Linked DNA regions of Mus musculus: region 1 is linked to region 2. A link is a contact called in public HiChIP or PLAC-seq data. All regions are on one chromosome and are shown on one strand. The core of a region is the stretch at or near the end of the contact, and the rest is flanking DNA. Distances in the headings are between cores, read along the strand shown. Region 1 overlaps Trim9 (tripartite motif-containing 9). Region 2 holds the start of Trim9 (tripartite motif-containing 9).

Evidence for each region. HiChIP or PLAC-seq counts read pairs in DNA pulled down with a chosen protein or histone mark.
Region 1: a contact with region 2 is called in an H3K4me3 HiChIP or PLAC-seq map of forebrain, with 4 times the contacts expected there. The contact joins the enhancer-like site here to the promoter of Trim9 in region 2. A contact is called at or near these places in 16 of 39 promoter capture datasets (the 3T3-L1 cell line, 3T3-L1-derived adipocytes, the C10 cell line and 10 more), 6 of 484 Hi-C or Micro-C datasets (the HPC-7 cell line, cerebral cortex, cranial neural crest and 3 more), 5 of 115 datasets of contacts at active chromatin or transcription factors (PVALB interneurons, embryonic forebrain, embryonic stem cells and 2 more) and 2 of 9 other capture datasets (adipose tissue and liver).

The regions. Positions count from the first base shown.
Region 1 is chr12:70,249,071-70,255,026 of GRCm38.p6, reverse strand. It overlaps Trim9 (tripartite motif-containing 9), which reads left to right. Exons shown (of 14, transcript NM_001286388.1): 10 at 2,543-2,584; 11 at 2,984-3,007; 12 at 3,767-4,070. Among named protein-coding and RNA genes, the nearest start is that of Gm38467, 21 kb to the right of the region's middle. Within about 2 kb of position 3,621, at least 53 of the 459 cell types and tissues checked have an H3K27ac peak or open chromatin away from gene starts, as enhancers often do. A contact at or near this core is called in the HPC-7 cell line, hematopoietic stem and progenitor cells, neutrophils and 1 more, where this site is marked.
Region 2 is chr12:70,344,030-70,349,305 of GRCm38.p6, reverse strand. It overlaps Trim9 (tripartite motif-containing 9), which reads left to right and starts at 1,692. Exons shown (of 14, transcript NM_001286388.1): 1 at 1,692-2,959. The coding sequence starts at 2,138.

The sequences.
Region 1 (5,956 bases), core at 2,372-4,871, 96 kb after region 2:
TGTCAGATCTTTCTCTTCATCTCTGTGTCTCGGAGGCATCTCTGAAATGCCCGTGTTGTTCTTATCATCCGTGTGTGTGTGTGTGTGTGTGTGTGTGTGTGTGTGTGTGTGTGGTGACGGGGTGACCCATATCTGTGTCTGTGGCTTCCAATGTGAAGAGCATCTGGCTGAGGGAGCTTCCTGGCATTCTTGTTTGTGTGGTGGAACAACCCGTCCCAGAGCTGTGCTCATGTGTGTGGAATGTATTGGAATTGGGATGTGGGACGATGTTCTTTTTGCATCCGCTGGTACCACCATGGAAAACTTACTCTTCATCACACGCAGCTGCATAGCACGGCACAGGTACTGGCTAAGGAGAGGCTGTGGCTGTCATGTGGAGGTTTGTAACTTTCTGTATCCAGGAAACCAGCTGTGTCTGGGAGACTGGATCAGCGCATCCAGCCTGGAGTGGTCTGATTAAACATAGACTCAAGAGATCTTTACCAATAAAAACAAAACTAAAAGCAAAGACATGCCAGAGAGCAGAACCCATCCTACAGAGCAAGGAAAGCAAAAGCCTGCCATGTGTGTATTGGCAGAACTGCAGGCTTACAGCAGATCACTTTCCTAGCAAAGGGCAGGGACCACTGGTGGCTAAATTAGAAACTGTTCAGTTGTGATACCTATGGCCAACGAACGAACCTATAGTCAAAACAGGTTGCCCCAGAAAGTTGCTCACAGCCAAGATGTAACCAGGCTTACCGTTGATTCCTGGGGAAGCTAGACTCATGTTACTTTGCGGTGAGCTTTGTCTAGCAAACGGAATCTTCAAATTCCTAAAATGCAGACCTCTTTTGATCTCTTCAGGACTATATTGTAATCATGGATACACACGATGCACATCTCACGTTTCCAAGCCTTTCTTTTGGGTTTTATTTTATTCCTTTGGTTCATCCCACATCCCGGAATGAAGAAGGCCACAGCATGACAGTGCAATAAAGGATGCAGGGACTTCAAGCTCCCTTGAAAAGTGGCGGGGTTTTTTTTTCTCGTGTTTTACGTTTCTCCTTGTTTTTCTGTGCACTGCTGGCTTTCCCACATGCTCTGTTATGAAGCCCTTTACCTGTCTCTAATGTACCACGATACTGTTACAGTCCTTGTAATGTACACTGTCTCAAGAATAAAATGAAATGAAATGAACTGTGGGGTCTGGGTGTTGGCAGGTGGATTGAATGGCCTGGTTCTATCGAGCTGTATCATTGAATCTTAAATGTACAATGTTGTGTTTAAATTAATGGGAAAAGAGTTCAGAAATGTTTGGTTTGGTTTTGTTTTTTTCTTAAGACTCCAAAAGGCATGATTCATTTGAAAAATCTTGAAAGCCCTATTCAGATTCCACAAATTTGCTTCCAAACCTGGATACTAAATTTGGTTTTTAAAATTCTTTCTATTCCGTACTTACTGTGCTCCTATTCATAGGGAGAAATCAAAAAGACAGTTGGCAGAAATTAAACATAAAAATCAACCATGAGCTGGAAGAAAGCGGATGTATCCCAGAACAAAGTAATCCAGGCCAGAAGGTGGTTCTAATATTGAAATCTGTGTACTCGGGCCTCTTTGATAACAAGTTGCCGTCTTAGTTCTTGTAAAATCAAGTCAGCACTTGTCCTTTCTACTTTATTAGAAATTAGCTCATAAAGGCCACACTTAATTTGGAAACAGAACAACGTGATTCTCTCCCCCAAAGACTCACATCTCCTAGACCAGCCTCAGCACCACTGCGAACTGTAGGCCATGCCCCTGAGTTCATTTAAGTCTGAATCTCTTTTCTCTGCCTTGATGGGGCTTCTCATCAGTAGGGCAGCCAGGTTTGCTGGGAAGACGAGAGTAGAAAAAGTCCCACAAGAAGCCATTCCTGTATAGCTCTAAGCCCATATTCCACCCCTACACTAGCCTTCTTCCCATCCTTCAAGTGAGAAGAGCTGCTGTAGCAAAGCTAAACTAAGAAGGAAAAGAAATACCTTCATGTTTATAACACTCAGGTCATGCCGCTGTTAATCGCTGTGAGGCGTCTTTTAGTGGGTGCACTGGATTCCACTCTCCTTTATATGCGGACCGTTTGCCTTAGGCTCATCCCAGCAAACCTAGGGCATATCGGTAAACTGTTGACGCAGAGCAGAGTTGTTCCTACCTGGTGATTTCTTCCACTTCTATTGAGCAAATTTGTCCTCATCTTTAAAAGAGTCGACCTCCTCAGTTTGCAAGTGTTACTATACAAAACTGAGCCAGGAAGATAAAGAAAATTTAAGCCGCAACATTTACAGTCGACTAAACAAAGGTTTTTGTTTGGAAAAGACCTTTGTGTTTGGAAAGAGCACAAAAGCAATTTATACTGAGCAAAGAAAATGATAAAAGGAGCTTTGGTTTTTGGGTTTTTTTGGTCTTTTTTCATGAATCAGGCCTCTGGGGACTATATTTGATTGGTGCTTTCTAAACAAATGCAAATAATTTTTATCAACCCAGTTGTCACTTCATAGCCTTGATGTGTAGTATCTTTTTATAGGCTGCAATTTTGAGACACAATCTGCATCCTACTCTCAATTAGGCAAGTATACCTACTGTAATTGTTACCTTCTGCCTGTGTGACTGCTATGCTCAATTTCCTTTGCAAAATAAATGGTGGCTTTTGTCATGTCAATAAAATTCTCCAAATGTCATTCTAACTCCACTATAACTGTTTTCAATTTCTTAGAAAAAAAGCCTGTCTTTTTTTTTTTTATGTTATATTTCAACCCCATCCCCTTTTCTTCTGCATCACTGCAAACCACTGTTTCTGAGTGGTAAATGTCAGTGGAGGCACAAGGCAGGCCTGCTGTTGTTGTGTATGTAACGTGCCCAATGGATCCCTTGTTGGTATTAGTCTATCAAAGGAAACATGCTTTTTATCAATGTCAATCTCGCTCCCTGTTTCTCTCCCCCATGCCTTTCACCGGAATGACAACAGTTGACATTAAAAAGCTGTTGGCAGGTATGGAACACCATTACTCTCTTACAAAAAGCAGAGCGGAAGTGCATGTGAAGTGGCTACGGGGCTCTGTAGTGCATCAGCACTCTCACCCCTCAGAGAACAAAGGACTATGCTTTGTAGAAAATATGCAGAAGTTGGGGCACAGCTGTGTGTATAAGAACCTCATCTTCTCTACACCCAATGTCCAAACTGCTTCTACCATGTACATTACGCGCCAGCTCTAGGAGTAACGCTTTTTGATAAGTTATAAAGGAAGCAACCGGCCCTACATGCAAGTCACTGTTGCACATGAAACCTGGTTCACGAGAGGCAGTTTCCCGTGCTTCTGCCTAAGCGTATTTCCTGATTTCACGCAGTGCTTTATCCCTCCTCTATCCAGGATTGTAGATCTAGCCTCCCTGCCTCAGGGCCACACAGACACCCTAGCATATCCCTCACCCTTTATGTCTCTGGCACACTATCCTGCCAGTCACCAGATGAAGGGACTTGATGGTACTTCAGTCCCGGATCAGCTGGTTTGGAAGTGCAGTCTGAGCCATGTAACCTCTGCTGAATGGGTCTTGTGTCCTCTGTCTGTTCCTGGTGCAGAGTTTCAACTCCCAGGACACGCCCCATCTGCTCACTCACGGTGACTCTGGCCCCAAATACTTCCTTCCTGCATGGCAGCATGAGAACTCGACACTGTGTGCCACAGTGCCCAGAAGCATGCTACAATCCCAAGGCTTTACTAAAAACTCACCTCCCTTCTGTTGTTCCCAGTGGCTTGGTTTGCTTTTGACCCCGGCTCGGCCCACTCCGACATCATCTTCTCCAATGACAACTTGACAGTGACGTGCAGTAGCTACGATGACCGGGTGGTGCTGGGGAAAACCGGCTTCTCCAAAGGCGTCCACTACTGGGAGCTGACCATAGATCGCTATGACAACCACCCTGATCCAGCATTTGGCGTGGCTCGCATCGATGTGATGAAGGATATGATGTTAGGGAAGGACGACAAAGCTTGGGCAATGTATGTGGACAATAACCGGAGCTGGTTCATGCACAACAACTCGCACACCAACAGGTACCCTGCAGCCCCACGCCAAGCCTTCTTCATGGTGGCTTGGGTTGAAAAGGAGGAGCCTAGTTCAATAGCCTATTATAGAGACAGCATTAGGGAATGGGACGCACAGTCTTTATTGAGTAGGAAGTCCTGTGCTGCATAATCTCTTAGCTCAGTCCACTCTACTGCTTTCCACGTAGCATAGAGATAGAGTTGTGTACCTTCCGCTTGGCCCTTCATTATTAAATTCCACCCAGGTCACAAAAGACAATCCCTGGGCATATCTATTATAGACAAACAACCCAGGATCTGGAAACCCAGACCTAGGACTTACCAGAAAAGTGTTTTGGGCCAAGGTACTTCTTCTTCTTCTTCTTCTTCTTCTTCTTCTTCTTTTTTTTTTTTTTTTTCTGAATTCTGGTTTGTCAATTCTCCAAATTCATATAATAATATGTTTCCATGCAGGAGAGGTCTGAAGACTACATGAGATGAGATTTGCAAAAATGTCTCCCGTTGGAAGTGCCTGGAAATGGAAGCCATTGTTCTAACAGTTATTATCAGCAATACCGCTTCTCAGAATAGAAGCCATTAGCGAAACTTGGTGTTAGGGATGCCAGTCCGGATAGCTTTATATGAGAACTCACTTGTTCTTGTGAGAAGCAGAACAGCCAGTCTGCTGAGAAAGGGAATAGAGTATCTATCTCCTTAAGTAATGTTCTCTATCACCAAAATATAGACAATTTTAACTTAATATACCCTATATAATCTCCCTTTTTATTTGCAGTCTCTTCAAATGTATTTCATTGTTTCTGGGCCAAAGCTGTCTTTTCATGACACTGGTCTGTCTTAATCACCCCCCCAGGAAACATTCTCTTTGGTGGCTCTGGGGGTGGGGTGGGGGGGATCCAGTTATGTTCAGTGAGATCAAAGGAAAAGCAGGCCCAACAGGGGCAGAATAATGACCTCACTCTCTCAGCTTCTCCTGTCAGTCACCACTGATGCTTTGCTAGTCAGTAGATTCTTAGAGCTTCCCAGCCCTCGGACATCCTCTGTCCTGCTCCATTCATGTCTGTTTTATTGGCTATCCCTTGAAGTAAGCACACAAAGCATTTTATATTGATATCAAATCCAAGTGGCTACAGATAGCAGGTCTCTTCAGCAGTTCACACTGGGGGTACTCTGTGACTAGCTACCTGATAGCATCACCCGTGCACTTGTGATCAGCCTCTTGATTCTGGAGCGCAGGGGTAAATAGGATCACCCCCATCGCGGCGATGCAGAGACGCACATTTCAGAAGCCGAACACATCTTGCATGCTAACTGAATGTCGCTTGTGCTGTCGCTGACAGGCTTGTAAATAGCAAGATTGCCTGTGGTGGTGTCCAGTCTGTCTTCTGCATGCAGAAGAAAGGAGTGATGTTTATAAATGTCTGTGCTCTGCTGAGATAGGATTCAGTTTTGCTAGCTTTCACACTGATGAGAGAAGACAGATCTGGCTATCTGTCCCTGATGGTGCTCTGCAGTCAACAGCTGCATCAAAAGACATAGTTCTTTGTAAGGTGGTGTTTATACTCGGATCTCTGGAAACCACTGAACTCCCTATAGTATAATTATGTCTCAGGAAGGTATCCCCTTCAATGCTGTCATTTTACAGAGAGAATCTAATGTCTTCATTCAAAGTCATTGTGCTGAAAGATTAGCATCTTTCCAGAGTGAGTTCCACTACTCCATGGAAAGCAGAAGGCTCTGAGTCCAGTACCTATCATATGTCCTGGGTTCGACCTAAGTACTTCTTTATTGTGACTTTCTGATTAAGTCATTTTGTAATAAATGCTGTTAGAGTCACACTGTACATGCTAAGTGCAGAGCAGAGCTGATGCCCTGTGGTAGCCAAAAGGCTGTTTGGG
Region 2 (5,276 bases), core at 443-2,942:
ACCAAATAGATCTAACAGTTAATTCACCTCAAGCTATTTCCTAATTGACCAACTGTTCTATAAATCTGTATCGGATTGAGGCTATTTGTGTCTGACACCAAATCAGACCATTGGACATGCCCTCAAACTACCCACCCTTTCCCGTGAACCAAGCATAGCCTGTCTGCTAATCACCAGACCTCTTACATGGTATTCTGTGGTAGGCAAAACCCAGACTTGGGAAGAATGACACTCTTTACTTTGCTAGCCAAGGTTTCTCTGACTTGCGCAGGTGAATACAAAATACACGAAAGGATTGTAACATACACGGGCATGGATGCCCCTTTCTTCTTAAGAATTAACTACTTAACATGAGCAAAGTGTCTTTGGACTAATAGTCTATATATCCTGCACTAATATAGATGATGCCCCAATCAAATCTTAAGAAACACTTTGCCTATAAACAGACTGCATATAACATTAGCAGCTCCGGTCTCAACTAATTAAAATGTGGGTTAGGAATAAACCCTGTAGGATCTGTGACTAACATAGTTTTAAATAACAATGTGAATTTTCCTCCCACACAACCAATGATCAACTACTGTAATCATTGTGCTAAAAAATATATTTGCAAGATAATTCAATTTATTTGTACTATTTCTCCAAAATCAAGATTATAGAAAGTACTTCTTTTCTCTGGGAAAAAAAAAAGTGCTTTTAAATTATAAAGTAAGCTATGAATAATTGTTATCTTCTGGAAATTGAAAATTTGGAAGATCCCACGAACTTGAAAACCATTTTTGTCACTTGCTTCATGAATCACTCGGAAAATTAACTATGTATGCTCCCAAGATAAATTACTTCCTTGGAATGTCACTAGATTCAAAGATTCTCCCCCATTGAGTAGCAGGCTGATATCTTTATTCAAAGATTCTATCATTGTCATCATTTCAAGGGTTATACAGGCAAGAGGCAGGACTTATTATCTCTAGCACCGTTTGGGGGAAAGAGAAATCGGTTAGAATATAAGGGCTATCACTGGATCCCTCGTTATCTTACAGAAGCAGAAATAATATCCCACCCCTCTTCTGGAATTTATGGTAGATGCTAAGGGCATGTGACATTGGATAATATTGTTTGGAATCTTCAGTACCATAGCGATTCGTTCACATAGCTAGTTAACAACCGATAAACACTCAGAAATACACAAACACTGCCTGACTCAACTCAACTAACCTTCCTGGGGCCTCTCGAAAACTGGGGGATGGAGCTTCGGGAGGTTGGGGAGGGTGAGAGGTACCTTTGCTCCAAGGCGTAGGGCCTCCGCACATTTAAAGCATGTAGCGATGGTGGCACAGCTTTTGGGGGAATGCTGAGCCTTTGCCTCGGGTAGGGAAAAAGCTACCAGGGATGCAGAAAGGGGACACTGCAGCCATGGCACACCACCATCTTCCCTAAACACCAGAGATGCGGGCGCTCCAGCTGCTTCTGAGGGTTGGAGAAAAGCCCAAAAGGCTCCAGGAAGGCTCGGGGGAGGTGCTGGCTCTACGCCAGCAGCGGAAGGAGAAGGGGTGGGTCGGCATGCAGACCAAAGCTGGAAGGCAAGCGCCAAGCGCTGGCGACAGGCAGCAGCAGCCCACTCGCGACCGGGAGGGGTTCTCACGCCCCCTGCTCCGGGGTGACTGCACCCGAGCTCAGAAGGAAGCGTGGAGGGGGGTAGGAAAGGATGAATCATCCCGCCCCACTTCTTCTCGGCTTGCGCCAGCCCCCTCCTAAAATCCCGCAGCAGCCAGCAGGCGATGCCGGGGCTCCAGCTCCGACTCATAGAGCCCTCAGCGACCTGCAGAGGAGAGGAGACGGACAAGGCGGGAGGCCAATAAGAAAGCAGCTCTCACGGCCACCGTCCGATGAGCCTCCGCTCCCTGGCGGGGCGGGGCTAGCAGTGGGAAGGGGGCGGACCCGGGCTGGCGCGCAGCGCGGAGGCTCGGTGGCTCACAGAGAGAGCGCATCCTGGGGAGTCGGCGCCTAGGCGACCGGGGAAGGCGCCACCACCGCCGCCGCTGGCCAAGGTGCTGGCCACCACAGGCCCATCGGCTGCTTCGCCAGGTCAGGCCCCCTCCGCCGCAGCCGCTGCTGCCTCGCTTCCAGCCAGGTCCCCATGGAAGAGATGGAAGAAGAGTTAAAATGCCCTGTGTGTGGCTCCTTCTATCGGGAGCCCATCATCTTGCCCTGCTCTCACAATTTATGTCAGGCGTGCGCCCGCAACATCCTGGTGCAGACCCCGGAGTCCGAGTCCCCCCAGAGCCGCCGGGCCTCGGGCTCTGGGGTTTCTGACTATGATTATCTGGACCTGGACAAGATGAGCCTGTACAGCGAGGCGGACAGCGGCTATGGCTCCTACGGAGGTTTCGCCAGCGCCCCCACTACCCCGTGCCAGAAGTCGCCCAACGGCGTCCGCGTTTTCCCCCCTGCTATGCCGCCACCGCCCACCCACCTGTCACCGGCTTTGGCCCCTGTGCCCCGCAATTCCTGCATCACCTGCCCCCAGTGCCACCGCAGCCTCATTCTGGATGACCGGGGGCTCCGCGGTTTCCCCAAGAACCGCGTCCTGGAAGGGGTCATCGACCGCTACCAACAGAGCAAAGCCGCGGCCCTCAAGTGCCAGCTCTGCGAGAAGGCGCCCAAGGAAGCCACGGTCATGTGTGAACAGTGCGATGTCTTCTACTGCGACCCTTGCCGTCTGCGCTGCCACCCGCCCCGGGGTCCCCTAGCCAAACACCGTCTGGTGCCCCCGGCCCAGGGCCGCGTCAGCCGGCGGCTGAGCCCGCGCAAGGTCTCCACCTGCACAGACCACGAGCTGGAGAACCACAGCATGTACTGCGTGCAATGCAAGATGCCCGTGTGCTACCAGTGCCTAGAGGAGGGCAAACACTCCAGCCACGAAGTCAAGGCTTTGGGGGCTATGTGGAAATTGCACAAGGTGAGTCCTATGCAACCCACCCCTGACTCCCCGCGCCCTAGGGTCCTCCAGATTTGCAGCACTCGGTCCCTCCTAGGGTGACAGCGCATCCCAGTGGGGGCGCAGTGCAAGTGCCTTCGGCGTCTGCCTTGAGATCTGGTGCATTGCAGGAGGCTCAGGGGACGTTTGAGGCGACGCAGGGAAGTTGAAGGTCTCCAGAGAGTGGTTGTAGGAATACCTTAGCACGGGTCTCCCTTCCCATGCATTCTGCCTGTGAGCTGGGCCTAAGATGCCCCCTCTTTAGTCTGCAGCCTATCTATGGTCGCCACCACCATAGGGCAAAGCCTACTTGGTTTGACGGAGGCTCGCGGGTGGCAGAGGCCTCCGGGCATGCGCCTCTACAGGGTGGGCTGAGGGCTTGGGAGACTAGGGCAGGTCGGGGCAGTGGGGTTGGGTAGACCTCAGGGGGCTATCTCAGCAAAGGAGACAGAAGCCCTGATGCACAGCGGGGGCGGGGAGAGACTCCGTGGCTGGAATACTGATGAGTTGGCTCTGAGCTGGACCTGACTCTGCTGAAAGAGAAGCAGGTCTGGGTGCCCAGAACTCCTGTGGTCCTATGGCATACAGTCTAGGCCTTAACCCTCGAGGGTGGGGACCTAAGGCTGAAGCAGAAGGACCAGAGTTTTCTGAGCGGTCGCGTACTAAAACCATCCTTCTCTCCAAACCTTTATTCCACCAGGGTTCAAACCTTTTCCCTTTCAGTAGCTGCGTGTACAAACTTTGAGACACCTGTTAGCAGAATTCCCTTTTGGGTCCCCTTTGATAGGGTCTCTCCCCGGGCTACCGAGAAAGAATGCTATTGACATGTTGTCTTGGGACTCCTCTACTCTGATGGCTTCGTGTGATTCTCAGACCATTCTTAGAACATTCTAGCAAAGCCTACTTGACGTGTTCCTCTTGTCCTCTTCCGCTGATTGACCCTGACTCTCTGCTTCTGTGTTTCTTGCTGTTCCTCAGCCAACCCCCGGGACCTTCCCTTGGCCTAAGCCTTTACATTTGTGTGTTCTTTCCCGAGATTCTCTTCCCCAGTGCCTAGACAGGGCAACCCTCCCTTATCTCATTAACTTTGTTCAGACGTGTTAAGCCCAGATGGAGACTGCAATGACCATTTGATGACCACATGCTTCAGACAGTCCTTTGTTCCCCGTTTTATTTTTCTCAGTAGTATTTATCACCATGATAACATGCACATGCTAATTATGCTGGCTTTGTACTTATCTATTGCTCCTTCCCCCACACGTACAAAACAAGATAAGCTTTGTGAGGAAAGAGCTCTTTTTTATTATTAGATATTTTCTTCATTTACATTTCAAATGTTATCCCGAAAGTCCCCTATACCCACCCCTCTCCTGCTGCCCTGCTCCCCTACCCACCCACTCACTCCTGCTTCCTGGCCCTGGCATTCCCCTGTACTGGGGGCATATAATGTTCGCAAGACCAAGAGCCTCTCCTCCCAATGTTGGCCGACTAGGCAATCTTCTACTACATATGCAGCTAGAGACACGAGTTCTGGGGGGGGGGGGGTACTGGTTAGTTCATATTGTTGTTCCACCTATAGGGTTGCAGACCCCTTCAGCTCCTTGGGTACTTTCTCTAGCTCCTTCATTGGGGACCCTGTGTTCCATCCAATAGATGACTGTGAGCATCCACTGAAAGAGCTCTTTTTAATAACATGTTTATGCTGCTTAGAAGGAAGGAGACCACTTTGCAGAGATGTGCTTTAAGTCAACTTTACTTTTCAAGTATACCATTTGGGGGGGGTGGCGTCGGTGGGTGGGCTGCCCAGCATTGTCAAAGGAGAAATTATCTTTACACCACTTTAATTTTGAAAATTAAAAACAATAGTTCTCAGACATGATTTCTTCATAGTGTGATTCTTCATCCAAACTCGTGACTGTAGTCAGGACATAGTTGGTCTAGAGTGGAATTTCTCTACAGAGTATCGAAGAAATGAATGGCCCTGCCTGGGCAAAGACCGTACTGCTACATGTTAATTGGAATGGTATGAAACACAACATGTGTGTTCATGAAGAAAAGCCCCCCTCTGTCCACAAAGACCAAAAGGAACCTTCAAATCTCTGCTAAGCTCCATGTACAGTTGAAATGTCAAGCTGTTTGTTAAGCCCGATAATGCAAATTGTGGGTAGACATTATGGTTGAAAGTTTTATATCTGCTTAAAAATAATGAGAAATGGAATAAATGGCTAGAAGACCATGACTGGATTTTGGCACATTTTTTTCCAGAAAAATAAATCCATTTCAATTTGTTCAGTCAATA